4 separate regions of the Hordeum vulgare genome follow, and regions 2, 3 and 4 are each linked to region 1. The links are chromatin contacts, called in public Hi-C maps. All regions are on one chromosome and are shown on one strand. Each heading gives the region's core, a stretch centred on a gene start, on an enhancer-like site or on the middle of the called end of the contact. The rest is flanking DNA. Distances are from core to core; before and after follow the strand shown. Region 1 holds the start of LOC123396297. Region 2 holds the start of LOC123396026 (flowering locus K homology domain). Region 3 holds the start of LOC123452813 (alanine aminotransferase 2-like). Region 4 holds the start of LOC123452749 (GTP 3',8-cyclase, mitochondrial).

The links. Hi-C and Micro-C count contacts between places; a contact is called where the count stands out from the background.
Region 2: a contact with region 1 is called in a Hi-C map of leaf, with 2.0 times the contacts expected there. The contact joins the promoter of LOC123396026 here to the promoter of LOC123396297 in region 1. A contact is called at or near these places in 3 of 6 Hi-C or Micro-C datasets (leaf and seedling).
Region 3: a contact with region 1 is called in a Hi-C map of leaf, with 5 times the contacts expected there. The contact joins the promoter of LOC123452813 here to the promoter of LOC123396297 in region 1. A contact is called at or near these places in 2 of 6 Hi-C or Micro-C datasets (leaf and seedling) and 1 of 1 datasets of contacts at active chromatin or transcription factors (embryo).
Region 4: a Hi-C map of leaf shows a contact between it and region 1, with 3 times the contacts expected there. The contact joins the promoter of LOC123452749 here to the promoter of LOC123396297 in region 1. A contact is called at or near these places in 3 of 6 Hi-C or Micro-C datasets (leaf and seedling) and 1 of 1 datasets of contacts at active chromatin or transcription factors (embryo).

What each region holds. Positions count from the first base shown.
Region 1 is chr5H:48,853,219-48,857,264 of MorexV3_pseudomolecules_assembly, reverse strand. LOC123396297 reads right to left here and starts at 2,090. Exons shown (of 4, transcript XM_045091271.1): 1 at 2,072-2,090; 2 at 1,541-1,929; 3 at 1-22. The coding sequence starts at 2,090.
Region 2 is chr5H:49,270,793-49,274,838 of MorexV3_pseudomolecules_assembly, reverse strand. It overlaps LOC123396026 (flowering locus K homology domain), which reads left to right and starts at 1,703. Exons shown (of 7, transcript XM_045091056.1): 1 at 1,703-1,848; 2 at 2,324-2,826. The coding sequence starts at 2,329. It overlaps LOC123396027 (ureidoglycolate hydrolase), which reads right to left and starts at 1,520. Exons shown (of 12, transcript XM_045091057.1): 1 at 1,243-1,520; 2 at 953-1,038; 3 at 27-101. The coding sequence starts at 1,422.
Region 3 is chr5H:48,491,577-48,495,622 of MorexV3_pseudomolecules_assembly, reverse strand. LOC123452813 (alanine aminotransferase 2-like) reads left to right here and starts at 1,750. Exons shown (of 15, transcript XM_045129535.1): 1 at 1,750-1,953; 2 at 2,055-2,105; 3 at 2,322-2,372; 4 at 2,566-2,631; 5 at 2,709-2,770; 6 at 2,852-2,930; 7 at 2,999-3,103; 8 at 3,467-3,604; 9 at 3,676-3,813; 10 at 3,888-3,962. The coding sequence starts at 1,903.
Region 4 is chr5H:49,115,682-49,119,727 of MorexV3_pseudomolecules_assembly, reverse strand. It overlaps LOC123452749 (GTP 3',8-cyclase, mitochondrial), which reads left to right and starts at 1,969. Exons shown (of 7, transcript XM_045129458.1): 1 at 1,969-2,353; 2 at 2,512-3,126; 3 at 3,262-3,429; 4 at 3,580-3,771. The coding sequence starts at 2,084.

The DNA of each region.
Region 1 (4,046 bases), core at 841-3,340:
CTGTTTTCTGTTCCTCAATTGTCTGCACAAAAAGGCAAAAAAAAAAGAATGTTGAGATCAATGCCAGCCATCAACAAAACTTATCAGGTAGTGTCTCATATTGGTTAAGGATCAGTGAAAATGTTGTCCTATTCCAACTGTATTTCCCCCCAGAACATCACTACTGTTGCCCGTCAGCACCTCCCATGAGTGTTGTCCCCTCCCTCCCCCCGGCAAAAAAATATAGATGAATTGCCTACAAAAAATTATAGAATTGCTTACTGAAAACATGCAAGTACTGTAAAAAATGCCTAACGAGGAAAAAATGGACAAAAAATCGGGTCGGGGGCCTCTCCTTCCTCATCTCGCCAGCACGCCCCCTCCCTCCTACCTCTCCTCGCGGCATCTGAGCTGAGCTCAAACTCACACCATCCCTCCACCTCCCCCCGCTCACCGAACCGCACTCCGGCGAGCACGAGTAACCTCGCCCCCTACCTCTCCTCGCGACGCCTGAGCTGAGCCTCCGCTACTACACCTCCCCCTCTCTCCCTAACCTCCCCCGAGAGGCTCTCCGTCGGATCTACCGCCTTGCGGTGGTTGATATCGACGACGGCGTCGGCGACGAACACCCGAAAACCATAGGTGTTGTCATGAAAAAATAGCATAAACTTCGGTAAATATGTACTGAATGAACTTTGCAGCAGTTGCAAAAATTCAGACAACATATCTGTACTTCTCCCAGGAAAATAGCATATACACCACACCAAATTGTACTGAATGAGACATGTTTTTTGGTGCCTTCCTGATGCGACAAATAAACCTGCATTGTTCAGGTATAAACGAAACACACCTATCTGAGAATTCTGTTGCAGAATATAACAGTCATCTGGAATGTTCAATCTTCAAAAACTAAATGGCGACAGCACATGCATTACACATTCTGATAACAAAGTGCTACTAGTAGAAGCCTGTCATTTCAGTGAAAATGTTGTCCTATTCCAACCGTATTCCCCCCAGAACATCACTACTATTGCCCCTCAACACCTTCCATCAGTGTTGTTTCCCCCCAGGCAAAAAAGTGCTGAAAGAACATGCTGACCACTACCCCGCATTAGACACACTACTATAACTCAAAAATTACTTCAGGTAACACAAACTGCCTAGTAAATACAGATGAATTGCCTACAAAAACTTACAGAATTGCTTACTGAAATTCTGTAAAAATGCCTAACGAGCAAAAATGGACACAAAATCGGGTCGAGGGCCTCTCCTTCCTCATCTCGCCAGCCCGCCCCACTCCCTCCTACCTCTCCCCGCGGCGCCTGAGCTCAGCTCAAACTCGCGCCGTCCTCTCCACCTCCCCCACTCCCCGTACCGCACTGCGGAGAGCACGAGTAACTTCGCCCCCCCTACCTCTCCTCGCGACGCCTGAGCTGAGCCTCCGCTACTACACCTCCCCCTCTCTCCCTAACCTCCCCCCGAGAGGCTCTCCGTCCGATCTACCGTCAGCGACGAACACCCAAAAACCAGTGAGATGAGAGGGAGAGGGGGATTAACTGACCACTCCGCCCGTCGCAGCATCAGGATCTGGAATCTTTGGGAGGGATCCACACCGCCTCGCGCTGAACCACCAACTCCACCGGCCAATCCGCCCGTCGCTCCTACCTTCTCCGTCCCTCGCCCCGACGAACTGGAGTTGGATCCTTCGCCGCGTTCGACTATTTGCTTCGTCGCCGGCTCTCACGCCGCCCGCACCTGCGCGGAGGCTGAGAGGATTCGAGGGATTGTGGTGAGGATTTTGGCTGGCCGCAGGTGAGAGCGAGGAGAGAGATGGGGAAAACAGCGGGACGAAGCGGTGCGTTTCCCAAAAATTTGGACACAATAACACCGCCCACCTGGTCGGTCCGCTGGGGCCACGTGTGCTGCGCGTGATGGACGGTCGTGGAGCGGCTGCTCCAACGCGACAAATCACGCTCGCTCGCCAGACAGCGATTGGGTTTATCTTATGTATTATCTCAATCACATCATATCATGAATAACTCATATACATTTTTTCCTATTAATAAAAAATGTGATATGCACAGATCCATACCTGAATTTCGTTTCTTCATATCCCTCCTCTGAGAAATTTGCCTTACCAGATATGAACGCAACAGGTGTGATTTATTGCCTTGAAAAAAAAGTATATGCCTCTCATATTTCCTCGTGCGGTATGGAACCCTCACCATGGGATACAATAAAAAATTCAAATTTTTCATACTCCATGTTCATGCTAGAATAAGCAGTTTACATAACATGTAGTTTACTAAGCACTGCAGATATAATGTGAAAGTGGCCACTGCCAACCTTTTGGAACAAAGAGTCAGCTAAGGATTGTTCATGTGAGTACAACGGTATAATAAATGATATTGTATGGCTACAGAATGGAAGTAAGATCTAAACAAAGAAAACTGAGCGAAAGAAGTCTTGATGTCACATAAGAAATAAATAAAACGGATCATAACATCATGTACACCATATTAAGCGCATTGATCTCCCTTCTTAAAGATGATAATCACTTCCAAATTAAAGAGCAGTGCTTGCCTACAAGTGGAGTGGAAACTAACTTCACTTATGTAATCTGAAGGTTTCATTCTCCAAACATGATTTGCCCCTTCATGCAAAGTCTCAGGTTACCATTCTCATTAATTATGACACTACACTATCCCATTCATTTGACAACATTGATCAAAACACATCATTTCTTAATTATCATCAACATTTATCAGCACGTAATCATAGTTTAGCAGTTAATTTTTATAACTTACTCTATTCCATCTTTCAACGGTATTTTCCTAAGCGTGAGGGTGCCTGATGGTTGAGAGCAATCCTGGCCCTAGCTCTCACAGTCTAAACCTTATGCTGAATTAGATCCAAATTTCCTAGAAACTGGGAACTGGGTATGTCCAATGAACTTGACGATACATTGAAATAAAGGACCTGATGCAACATTTGTAGGTGATCCTGCAAGCCTAGAAGAATCTAACATCTATGCAGAATTTCAAGAAATCAGATTTTTTTTCTTCTTTCGAACAGATATTTCAAGTGTCCATTTTAGATTTTGTTTAATTCCCCGTTTATATGATATGCATATATAACCTACACAAGAAACAAATACCAATTTTCTGTTTCCTGTCTACCTCTAATTTGTTGTTACGAATATTATCTTTCCATTTTCTGTTTGTAAATATGTGAATATTGACTCTGATGATTTTTATATATCACGATGCAAGTATAGCTATTTTTTTCAGATTCTGAGGGGGGCTCTCGCTGTAAGTATCGGAGAGTCATGAACCGTAGGTTGACCCACACGAGCAACTCTGGTACGACTGAGTCGTCCGGCTCCCACCAGCTTAGTGCCGATGAGCACCCATCATCGGATGACGATGTCGGTGGGTCCTTTCAAGGAGAAGATCAGCTCGCTACCGAGTCTGGCGACATGGTGCACTGGGATGGCTAGGGGTCTACGTCGAGCAACACTTCCAAGAGGAAGAAATTAGGGTGTGGTCCGGGGAAGGTCCCGGAACCAACGGCTACCACCGATCGTCCTCTCATAACTCCGACGGGAGATTGGTAAGCATTTGATTTGCAAATTATTTTGAAATACCACAACTTTTCCACTCACACATGCTTGTCTTTTTCATCATGCAGTCAGTGGGAATTTGTCCCTACGAAGCCTCCAAAGGCGCAATTGCCGAACCATGTCATCGGCTCCCTCGTGAGGAACACTAGTAGAAAAAGGACCTATTGTCCCGGTTCGTGAGGGCCATTTGTCCCGGTTTTTGAACCGGGACTAAAGTGTCGGTACTAATGCCCTAAACCTTTAGTCCTGGTTCTTGCATAAACCGGGACAGATGGGCCTCCACGTGGCCGGTGCGGCGAGCCCAGGCAGGAGGCCCTTTGGTCCCGGTTGGTGGCACCAACCGGGACCAATAGGCATCCACGCGTCAGCATCTCAGGTGCTGGGTTTTTTTTGAAAGGGGGGGAAGGGTTTGGGGGTTTTGGGGGTTAATTTAGGTGTTTCATAT
Region 2 (4,046 bases), core at 454-2,953, 420 kb before region 1:
CCCGGAGGTACCAAATACCAACTCACCAGCGGCCAAATATGTTGCCAACGGCATCTTCTCGAACAGAGAGGCCAAGCTGTTTCATTATCCCTTTAATGTACCTATATGCATTAAGAGAAGATATCAATGATCAGCATAGGGTAGCTACTAAGCAGAAATGCATGCTGTCATGAACCAACAGCATGTATACTGTACACCACTATTGGCCATGGGCAGCCCAGCCCGTACAGCCCGACCAGACTCGGCCCGAAAATCCCGGGCCGGGCCAGGCCTAATCGTCCCATTGGGCCGGGCTCGGGCCTGAAAATTGACCCCGACGGTCAAGCCGGGTCGGGCTCGGGCCTGTGAAAAACAAAATTTCAGCCGCAGTCAGACCGGGCCGGTCGGGCTTTTTAGGCTCAGACCCGATTTATTAGGCCCGACAGCCGGGCCGGGCCGGGCTCGGGCCTGGGTTTTCAGCAGCGGGCTTTTTTCCAGCCCGGCCCGACATATGCCCAGGTATACTGTACACACAACCATGGTTACAAAAGGTGGTTCTAGGCGAGAGCAAAACGCCTAGCGGTTCCTTGCGCTTAATGTGCACATAAATGCAGTTAAGCGTGCACTTTGGTCAGAAAAGCACAAGGCAGTGGCAAAAACTCACAATTAATGCCTAGCGTCATTTTACACTTTGCACAGAACCATTCAAAATGTGACGGCCACTGTGAAATCAGAAGCAATGCAAATTCAGATCCTAATAATCCAGACTGATCAATTAATTAGTATAGGCCAATGAAATAAATTTCTGTGGAGTTCCAATTTGGCTCCAAGAGAACTCGAGGCAATCAGAGTAAAGGCAAATGAAGCTATTGTAATTGCAACTACTCGCTAATAACTCTCGTGACCAGGGAACATATAGCTAACCCTCACGAGCCGGGGGTAGGGAAACCTGAACTGGCTGTTTTATCCTCACCTACGAGCTTGAACATCCTTGTCGCTGTACAGGACGCGCGTCACCGACGGCGCCGGCGAGTCGGAGAACGAGGCCAGTTCATCAATCTGCGCAACCAAAGCGGAAGAGAAAACCATCACCACATTACCAACCCCACGTCATCAGCGCCAATCAGAACGGGACCGCGCCGCGGACCACAGTCCATTAATCCCGCCCGCGCCACGTCCCCGGAGCAACAGGCGTTACCGGCGGGCTGGCCTGGCCGGCGCGACGGACGGGAAAGCAGCGCAAGGGGGAGGGGAGTATGGCACCTGGCGCTGGAGGCTGTCGGAGTCGACGCGCAAGGGGGAGGCGCGTCCGCCCTCGCCGTCGTCGGAGGCGGGGAAGCCGGCGAACTCCTCCATCGTCCGCCGCGCCGCCGCGTCGTCGTGGCCCTGTACCCCCGCTGCGGCGCCGACGAGGAGGAAGAGGGAGAGGAGGAAGGGGAGCATGGTTGGTTCCGCACGCAGCCGCTGCCTCCGCTTCCGCTGGCCCGATGTGGGAGGTGGGAGATGACGCGACGGCACTGCAGTGGTGTGGTGGCGAGGAAGACGACATGAGTCCACCACGAAACAAACGAACTAAACAACTGGCTCGGTGGGGCCCGCTGCCCACCCGGCCCGGCCCACAAGAGAAGCGCGAAGAGCCATGGCCCATAGACTCGTTTGGGCCCGGCCCGCAGGGCCGCTGCAGCCCGTATATAGCGATGTCGAAAACGGCAAGCGCACGAGCACACAACCCGCTCTCGACCCAAATCCCCTCCCCCGTGCTCCTTCGCTCCCGTCAAAACCCTCGCCCACACCTCTCCCGCGGCGGCGGCGGCGGCGGCGGCGGCCGTGCTTCCTCTCCGGCGAGGCCTGATTCCACATCCGTACAAGGTTCACGCTCTGCACCCTCTCTCTCTCTCTCTCTCCCTCTCGCTCGCACTCTGCCATCCGTGACCCTGTAGCTTGCTCGCGGGGTCGAGCGTAGGTGAATAACTCGCTGGCGGCTGCAGCCTTGCACGCGCGCGCGCGTGTGTGTGTTGGCTTACTCTGGATGCGGACGCGCGGTACGGGGCATGGTGGCGCGCCCTCCAGTGCTCTGGATTTAGGGTTCGGAGGCCGTGCGTCCTCCATGTCGCTCCTGGCGACTGACGCTTAGGGTTTGCGCGTGGATCCGCGGCCCGTGTGCTTGGTGTGGTCCAGAGCAGCATCTGGTTGGTTTATTTAGTGATTAGTTGATGCTGTCACTAGCGCATCTAGAGCATGTGCAGAGATTAGTTGATGCTGTGACTAGCGCATCTAGAGTATGTGCAGAGTGTTTATGCTACTTGGCTGTGGTTGACAGTGGTTTTTTTGTTGTGTGCTCCAGAGAATATGGATGGGCCTGCTGAGACTCCTGCTGTCGTGGAGCATGAGATGAACGACATCCCTGATCCTACCAGCGGCGAGCAAGCCGATGCTAGCATTGAGGGACAAGCCAATCCTGAGGAAGAAGCAGAAAAGCCATCTGCTGACGAGGAACCCAAAGGCACAAACAACGAAGAATCTGAGAACCCCAGCGATGAAGCGCAGGTGACTGTGAAAGATGAGGATATGGGGGATCAGAACAGAGAGGACCAGGCTATTGGTTCACTTGAAGAGCCAGCAAACGTTGATGGTGGGGAAGCTGAGGCAGACCAACTGGCCAATGTGGTGGCGGAAGACACGAAATGGCCTGGGTGGCCTGGAGAAAGTGTGTTCCGTGTACTGGTTTCTACCCAAAAGGTGGGTGCTCTCATTGGCCGCAAAGGGGAGTTTATCAAAAGAATGTGTGATGAATCCAAAGCCCGCATAAAGATTCTTGATGGCCCACCAGGTGTTCCAGAAAGAGCTGTGAGTTCTTCATTCTCTTGTTCCATCCTGAATTGTTATTATCATAGTTTCCAGTAGTGTTGAAGGTCTGTGGTCTTTTTTAGGCATCCTGAGTACATGTGAAAACCAAGGTTGATCTGTTGCCCCTATCAGTATTTTTTTTTGTTCTATAGTTTCTTCAATAGAACGATGCAGCGGTATATCGGTTCGTTGTATAATGATGATCTGTTTTTGTGCCTGTCTTAAGGATTGATATGCTAGCAAGCCTTTCAACTATGTGTAGCTATAGGACTGTACAGCACACTGCAGTTACATTCTGTGTTGATGGTTGCCTTCTCACATTCTTATTTACCAGCTTATCAGAAGTTGAGAACGTTTGTGTGTATATTGTCTTGATGCGCTATAGTTTACTTACTTTACTATTGTAGATGCCTATAGTAGTTGATAAATAGAAGGCCTTAGTAAGTCTTCACTTGGTAAAAAAATCATACATATGAAAAGATCAACTGGTTTCAGGTTTTATGCTGTATTAAACTACATTTGTAGTTGCAGATTGATTTTTCTCTTATTGGGAGCCAATTACTCAATTAGGGATGCTTACTGTCCTTGAGTTCCGAATAGGCAATTTTGTTCAGACACTTCTGAATGTTTTAAAATAGTTAGACTGGTTAATATGGGGCTTAATAGTGCTCCATTTAATTATGATTTCACTATCACTGCTAAATCAGACTGAAGGTTTACAATTTGGAAGATTGGATCACCATAGATATTATAAAGAACTTTTTAGCTATTGTATTATTCATGAAAAACAATGCAATATGAACCACCTGCTTATATGGAATGGCTGTATGCCCTTTGTTGCAGCAACCAGCAAGGAACAAACGGATATTATGATATTGGTTTGACTAGTTAAGTGTAGTCCTAACCGAGACTTAATTTAGTATGGACGCAGCTATTGATAGTTTTGGATTTTACATGGATAATGCAATTGTTTCACTCTGAAATACTTCTAACATAAAATGATTGACCATGTGGTAGGAGTACTGCGATCGGCCAACTTATGAAATTATGTATAATTGTCAAAATCCTAGCAAGCTTCCAAATTTGTTCGTGAACCTTGTGGATTGTTCTTGCCACAAAAAGAGCTGATAAGTTGTAAGTGTAAATATGATAGTTGTAATGCAAATAAAAAATAATTATAACAAGGCAACACAAGACATTGATATTTATGCTACTATTCG
Region 3 (4,046 bases), core at 501-3,000, 360 kb after region 1:
CTGGTGGGACAGCCCAAAAGGGCCCTATGCGCCATAGAGATAAAAATCAAAGAGAAAGAAAAAAAAAGGGAGGTGGGAAGGAAGGGAAGGACTCCCACCCACCAAACCAAGTCCAACTCGGTTTGGGGGGGGAGCCTTCCCCCCTTGGACTCGGCCGACCCCCTTGGGGCTCCTTGAGCCCCAAGGCAAGGCTCCCTCCCTCCCACCTATATATACGGAGGTTTTAGGGCTGATTTGAGACGACTTTTCCACGGCAGCCCGATCACATACCTCCACGGTTTTTCCTCTAGATCGCGTTTCTGCGGAGCTCGGGCGGAGCCCTGCTGAGACAAGGTCATCACCAACCTCCGGAGCGCCGTCACGCTGCCGGAGAACTCTTCTACCTCTCCGACTCTCTTGCTGGATCAAGAAGGCCGAGATCATCGTCGAGTTGTACGTGTGCTGAACGCGGAGGTGCCGTCCGTTCGGTACTAGATCGTGGGACTGATCGCGGGATTGTTCGCGGGGCGGATCGAGGGACGCGAGGACGTTCCACTACATCAACCGCGTTCACTAACGCTTCTTCTGTACGATCTACAAGGGTACGTAGATCACTCATCCCCTCTCGTAGATGGACATCACCATGATAGGTCTTCGTGCGCATAGGAAAATTTTGTTTCCCATGCGACGTTCCCCAGCAGTTCCGCCGTCACGGGTCGCAGCTCAGCCGTGATGGATGTAGGAAAACGTTATGCCGGTTGAAACATTTTTATATATTGTTGAAGCTTTTTCTATCAACGATTGCAACAAACGCGAGCATGGTTCTGCCGTCACGGGTCGCAGCTCAGCCGTGATGGATGTAGCAAAACGTTATGCCGGTTGTAGCAAAATGAAACACCGATTGTAGCAAAAGCCGCGACGCCATGTGCGATGTAGCCAAATGCGACACCGGTGGTAGCAAAATGCGGTGTCGGTTGTATCAAATTTCGATGCCGGTTGAAGCATGTAGTAAATTACGCCTTCGGCCATGGATGCGACTTAGCGGGCCATGCGCGTTGCAGCTCCGGTCGCCATAGAGCAGTTGAGAGAGGGGAAATCGAGGGGAGGACAATGGTTCGGTGGTAGGCTTCGAGGGTGCTCGCTGGAGGAGATCGTTGGGGTAGGATTTCCCATGGCAACCGGGAGGTTGGCAAAAAGGAAAGAGAAGGACCCGGGGATGAGGAAAGAGATAACGTGGTAGGCCCTGTAGCCACGAGCGAGTGGATGAGACCGCTCCACGTCGGCTGAAAAGGTTTACCATAGAAAATACTAAGATAATAGTGTATTTTTTTTTCTCTATGCATGTGATGCTACTTGAAAATGTTGTTTTGAATTGTAATATATTTAATGCAATCAAACTATATTTTTATTCATGTCAATGTTAACATATATTTATATATTAATCGAGACGTGCATTTACACTTACTACTAGTTTCAGAAAAGAGTCTCGGTTTAACTCCTGATATTGGCGGTAAAAGTAACCAGGAGAGACGTTTACGAACGGCAAACAGTAAATGGACGCATCCAACGGTCAGAGCGCCTCCCCTTGAGCTAGCATGGAGCGAGCAGAGCCGTTGGATCGGCTTCGATGGCGGCTCCGCTGTAATTTTGCCGAATCGCCGGGGATACTCCCGGGCTTTCGCGGCGAAGAAGTACTACGTACGCCCCGACTCGCGAGATGGCATGGCAGTTCTGATGCAACAGCGACAAGAACAATAATGGAGTTGCAGAATTGCTTTTGTTTCCGACAGCAACTCCTGTACCACGTGACGTGAAGCAGCTTTGGACTGTGGCTTGGGCAGCCAACCAAGAACCAACAAACCAAGCCTGCCACCCACTCCTCCCAGGCCGCCGCTTGATCCCCCGCCCGCCGTCGTCGCGGCGATGTCTCCCGCCTCCGCGCGCGCCCTCACCGTCGACTCCCTCAACCCAAAGGTACGTACGTAGCAGGCCTCTGCCGCCGTCCGATCCACAACCCACAGCAGCTTCCGTGCTCCAAGTCCAATGCTGCTGCTGGTGGCTGGTTGGTTTTGCAGGTGCTGGCGCTCTCGGATCACCTCGGGGGCGCCGTGGCCCGCCGCGCGCAGGTATCATCCCCAAAATCGCTATTTTCCAAGACATTCAAATCCCTGAGAGAGAAACGGAAGCTGCTGTATCCGTATATGTGTGTGTCTGAGCCGCTGTACACGAGACAGAGCCATGTTAAATTGCCACTCTACTACTGTAGTAGTATTTTGCACCTAGCTTTGGCAGATCATGCAAATCAAGTGATCCTCTCTTCTGTTCCTTGGTGAGGTGTCCAGCGCATGCAGAAAGAGCTAGAAACAAATCCAGGTGTATACCCTTTCAATGAGGTATGTTCCTGTGAATCCCATCACGTTATTGCAAAACAAACTGAACATTCCTGTGGACCTCATCACATCATTGAAAAACAATTCAATATCATCTTCCACTGAAACTTTCCCCAAATATCATCTACTTCTGTTAGTGTTCCTACCATTTTTTTTATCGTTTTACTGTGATTAATTTTTCCATTTCTTCCGGCAGATAATCTATTGCAACCTTAGCAATCCACATTACCTCGGACAACAGCCAATTAAGTTCTTCCGTGAGGTTGGCGATTTGCTCCATATGAACTCTTGTATTAACATTCTCGTTTCTCCATGCTCTGATGCTTTCTTGTCTTCCAGGTTCTTGCCTTGTGTGATTACCCGCATCTTCTAAACTGCAGTGTAACTAGTTCCATATTCAGGTAATTAACACCACGCATCATATGGGCAAGATGCATTCATATTCATAAGCGGTAGTTCAACTCGATTGTTTTCTGTTGCAGTTCTGATGCAATAACAAGGGCAAGAGAGATATTAGACCTCATTCCTGGGAGAGCAATGGGAGGATACAGCCACTGTCAGGCAAGATCGGGAACCCTGAACCTATTTTCACAAATGCAGAAATGAGACCTGACACTTTTCACCTCTAGGGTACTGAAGGGTTGCGAAATGCAATTGCTGCTGGAATAGCCACTCGTGATGCTTTCCCATGCAATGCGGAGGACATTTTCCTGACAGATGGAGCATCCGCGCCGGTACTATTTGATCCACCATATGCGGAGCAATTCCTTCGTCCACCATCTTATGCATAACACTCTGAATAATAGTTGGAGATATTGTGCTCCTCTGCTACTGCTGGGCATCCTGACAGTGTTATATCTCATACGCTGTCAAACTACTTTGTGGAAGCTCCTTCTGCACTTTAGTCATTAGCACTACTTTTTTTATGAACCTCGTTCTTATCACTATTATGATGATTGACTTAAAGCACCTACTATGCCATGATAACATGATCAATGTCACTAAACATCCAAGATTCAAGTTATTTTTATCTCTCCCTTTCCTTTTTTTCGGATGTTATTCTTGACAATCGAGTTGTTTGTTCGATTTCCAAACAGGTTCATATGGTAATGCACCTATTGATACGAGATGAAAAAGACGGCATCCTTTGCCCAATTCCATCACACTTTCTGTACACAAGCTCAATGATCCTGTGTGGTGCTACTCTTGTATGTATCACGTTAGTAGATCGAAATGTATCCACATCAACTAAGTTTTTACTGGTTGCCAATCTGTAGTAAAAAAAATATAATATCTGCTTTCTCAGGTACCATATTACCTTGACGAATCACGAGATTGGGATGTGAGTATTTCGGACCTCAAGAAGCAGCTGGATGGTGCCCGATCTCAGGGCATCAATGTTAGGGGACTTGTGGTTGTAAATCCAGGCAACCCTACTGGACAGGTGTGTTCACTGATCATTGACCTGTGCAATTTTTATATTTTCTGAAAGCGTTAATGTGGTTAAATTGTACATAGGTTCTTGTGCGGGAAAACCAGTGTGAAATAGTGGAATTCTGCAGGAATGAAAACCTTGTTCTTCTAGCAGATGAGGTGAGGTTTTTGGATCTTTCTTAATAAGAATCTATATAATTTTCTTGAATTTTTGTGTATCTAACCGGCTGTATCTTTTTCTTG
Region 4 (4,046 bases), core at 720-3,219, 260 kb before region 1:
AGGCGGTGGCGGCAACGAGCTAGCATCGGACGGCGGCCCGCACGGCGTAGAGCCGCCCTGGCAGAGGAGCATCTGCCTGTGAGGAGGCATAGGCGGACGGCGACCACAGATACGGGAGCGGCTGCGGGCGCCGCGTAGGAGACGGTGACGACAGCGAGCTTGCATCATACGACGGCTCGCACGGTGCGGCGTGGCCTGACGGAGGAGCCTGCGCCGGTGGGGAGGGAGGGGGAGGAGGATGGGCGGCGTCAGCGCCAGCGTGGTCAACTTGGCTTGGCGACAACGCCCTAAACGCTCCACACCTCCATGCACTCGCCGCGCCCTGGCATTGTGGTCGTCTGTCAACCTCGCCGAAGAAGGGCTCGCTGTAGTGCCTGTAGAGGAGCATCAGGCAACGAGCCACACGGCAGCGTCCTTCTTGGACTAGCAGAGGTAGAGGCGCCCAGTCTACTTACCGTTACCATGGTCTAGGAAGCGCCCAGCCTACCTACCGCTATCATGGTACAGCTGCAGCCCCGTGCACTCCAGGGAGATGGTCGTCTCATTGAGCGGGACGGAGGCAGAGGCTAGCGTATATGCGCGATAGCAAAAAGAAAGAAAAGTCCCACCTCGCCCTATATATTTAATTTAAATATGTCCGTGAGTAATCAAGATAACAAACTGGCTAGAAGGTGCGTGACGTTGCATAAGTGTCGTGTGAAAGAAAATTGCGGGCTATAAAAGGATGAAGGGATTTGAGGATTATTATGGGATGCATGACGTCTCTACATGCACGACGAAAAAAACATAGCCTAATCACATGCTGCGGACTATACAGAATATCCTCCCTTTGTCATGGACATCAAAACTCATTTTGTTATTATTGTACGGTTGAGATTAAGTGGTTCACCAGTCTAATAATAAATTGCAAAGTGAGTACATGGTTTCCATATTTCTTCTAAACCTCAATTTGTGTTCCTGCCTACAATGTTGTCATGCGTTGGCGCATTTTGAAATAAGGAGTTTTCAATACCAAATTGTGCCAGCAAGGTCCAAATAAGTGAGTACATGATTTCCCTCAGAGAAAAAATATAGGCATTGTACAATTCATTATATTTATGAGCAACTTTTTCGACCATTTTATTTTTATATATCGGTGTGTCTGTTTTTATATATGGATACAAGGATTTAGAAAAATATTCAATCATATTTTTTAAAAAATAAATAAAACCGCAACTGCTCGTTGACCATGCGGGGAGCATGGACGAGCTGCCTGTTGACGTCCATCCCGCAGCCCCACCAACAACGGTGCCCAGCCTACTCGACAGTGGGCGCCTCCTACTTCTCGCAAGGTATCTCCCCTGCTCGTCGCTCCCCTGGATTCCACTTCCCCTACCATAATATTCATATTATAAGATATTATAGGTATTAGTTGCTATAATGGATTGTCGTATGTTACATATCTACTTGCACTTCAATGACGGTGTGGAGTTTAAGTAGGTTTTGACGGAGGGCATGAGAGGAGGGGGAGGGAGGAACGGGCTTTTCAAATACAAAATTCATGATAAAAAATCGATAATTTAATCCGGTGCAACGCACGGGCATTGTTACTACTCCCTTCATCTCAGTTTATAAGTCCGGCACGTGTACGTAGGTCGTCAATTTGATCAACTTAATGATAAACATATATTACAAAAAATATATTTTTAAAAACTTTAGATGTTCTATTTTTTAATGATATAATTTTTATATTAAACAATAGATTTTATATAAATTAAATTGACAATCTAAATATTGTCTTCTAAACTGTGACGGAGGTAGCAGTATATATACATATATATATATATAGAAAAGGCGCTTCGACGCTAGTGTCACCCTATATGTTGCCCCACCGATGCGGCCAAGCGACAGGTGCCGAGTTCGTCTCCGATTCCCATTTGTCTGCCTGATTGATTGGCTGGAGCATAATCAAATCATATCTACTTCCGTATCATATCACGTTCCTTTCAACGGAATGAGTAGCGATCGGCGACCAGTACAGTACAGCCGAGTTTGACCCCACCAGTCAGTCAATCGGAGAAGTAACTCAACCTCTCCGCCCCTGATGCAGCCCGCCGCCTCCCATGCGACCTCCACTCTCCGCCGCCGCCTCCTCTCCGCCTCCCGGCGGCCTCCCTGCCTCCCCCCTCCGACCTCCCGCGGAGCCGTGACGGGGGAGAGGGACCCATGGAGCTCGCCGGCGACGCCCTCGAGCCGCTCCCCCACCGTCGTCCCGCCGCCGCCGGCTGCTCCCGCCCCCCGCCCCCTCTCCGCTCCCGTCGCCGGGAGATGGCCGCACCACCAGCTCCGTCGCCTCAACATGCCCGACCACCAGGTGCCCGCTCCTGGACCCGCGGTCCATCCATCCCCCATTCTGCCCGATTGTGCCGATTTCCCTTTTTATCAATTTTGATTTGGAGACGAAGGCGAGCTAGCGGTTTTCGATACGATAAACTTTTCCCACACTAACCCTGCGATTTTTTTTTTTTGTAGGTTGATCCTATGAGGGTAGGGCTCCGAAGTCTGACCAGCACTTCCGCTCCAACCAGAGCCACCTACGCCCATAGGCGCTCAAATGCATACTCCACCTGTTGCGCCACAAAGCCAGAAGCGCTACCGGTGGAGACGCCGACATCGGATATGCTTGTAGATTCGTTCGGGAGGTTCCACAACTACTTGAGGATCTCCTTGACCGAGCGCTGTAACCTGAGATGTCAGTACTGCATGCCTGCCGAAGGAGTCGAGCTCACACCGAAGGCAGAGCTTCTGTCGCACCACGAGATAATCCGAATTGCCAATCTTTTTGTTACTTCTGGTGTGGACAAGATCAGGTTGACTGGCGGGGAACCGACAGTTAGGAAAGACCTCGAAGATATCTGCTTGCATCTTTCAGGCCTAAAGGGGCTGAAAACTATCGCGATGACCACAAACGGGATCGTTCTTTCCAAGAAGCTCCCGAGACTGAAAGAATGTGGTCTTAACGCTTTAAATATTAGCTTGGACACATTGATCCCTGCAAAGTTCGAATTCATGACGAGGCGGAAAGGGCACTCCAAGGTCATGGAATCAATAGACACTGCCATACAACTTGGATATGACCCCGTCAAGGCATGCAGTTCTTTTGCACACTAAATTATTTCAGTGCTTTGTTTTCGAATATCATTTCAAAAAGTAGAGACTTATTCATTTAATACTATACATAATTTGTTGACATATTTCCCGTCATCCCTTTTCTGCTGCCAGATAAACTGTGTTGTCATGCGTGGAATGAATGATGATGAAATCTGCGATTTTGTTGAATTGACTAGACACAAGCCTATTAATGTTCGATTTATTGAGTTCATGCCATTTGATGGTAATGTTTGGAATGTCAAGAAGCTGGTCCCTTATGCAGAGATACTGGATAAAGTGGTAAGTACATGCTTGAACTTAACTTTCTTTAAAACCATTGCATTCATCCTCCGACATATAGCTGTGGAATTATTACTAAACTATCTTTTTCTGCTGTATCTTTATTATGTAAGCTACAAATAATTTATTTTATTTACGCCCGTGTATCAGCGTCAACGGTTTAAAGGTGTAGAGAGGCTTCAAGATCACCCTTCAGACACCGCAAAGAATTTCAAGATTGACGGGCATGTTGGAACAATTTCGTTTATTACATCAATGACAGAGCATTTTTGTGCTGGTTGCAATAGATTGCGATTATTGGCTGATGGCAACTTCAAAGTGTGCTTATTTGGCCCCTCGGAGGTATGTTGATCTACTTGCTGCCAATGATTTGGCTTTTATTGCCATGTGCTTGTTCTCTATGGATATGTTTTCTTGGAACGTTCACTCAAAAATGGTAATCATTACTCTTTTGGGGTTTAATGAACGGACTTAACAATTAATTAGGTCAGTACGCCAAATAGGTCCTGATCACTGTTCTTTTCCCGAACTGTACTGGTTGCAGGATCAAATTTAACTAGTATTAATGCCATCCAAGTCTAAGGCACCTGTGATGACAATTTGCCCCATCTGTGCAT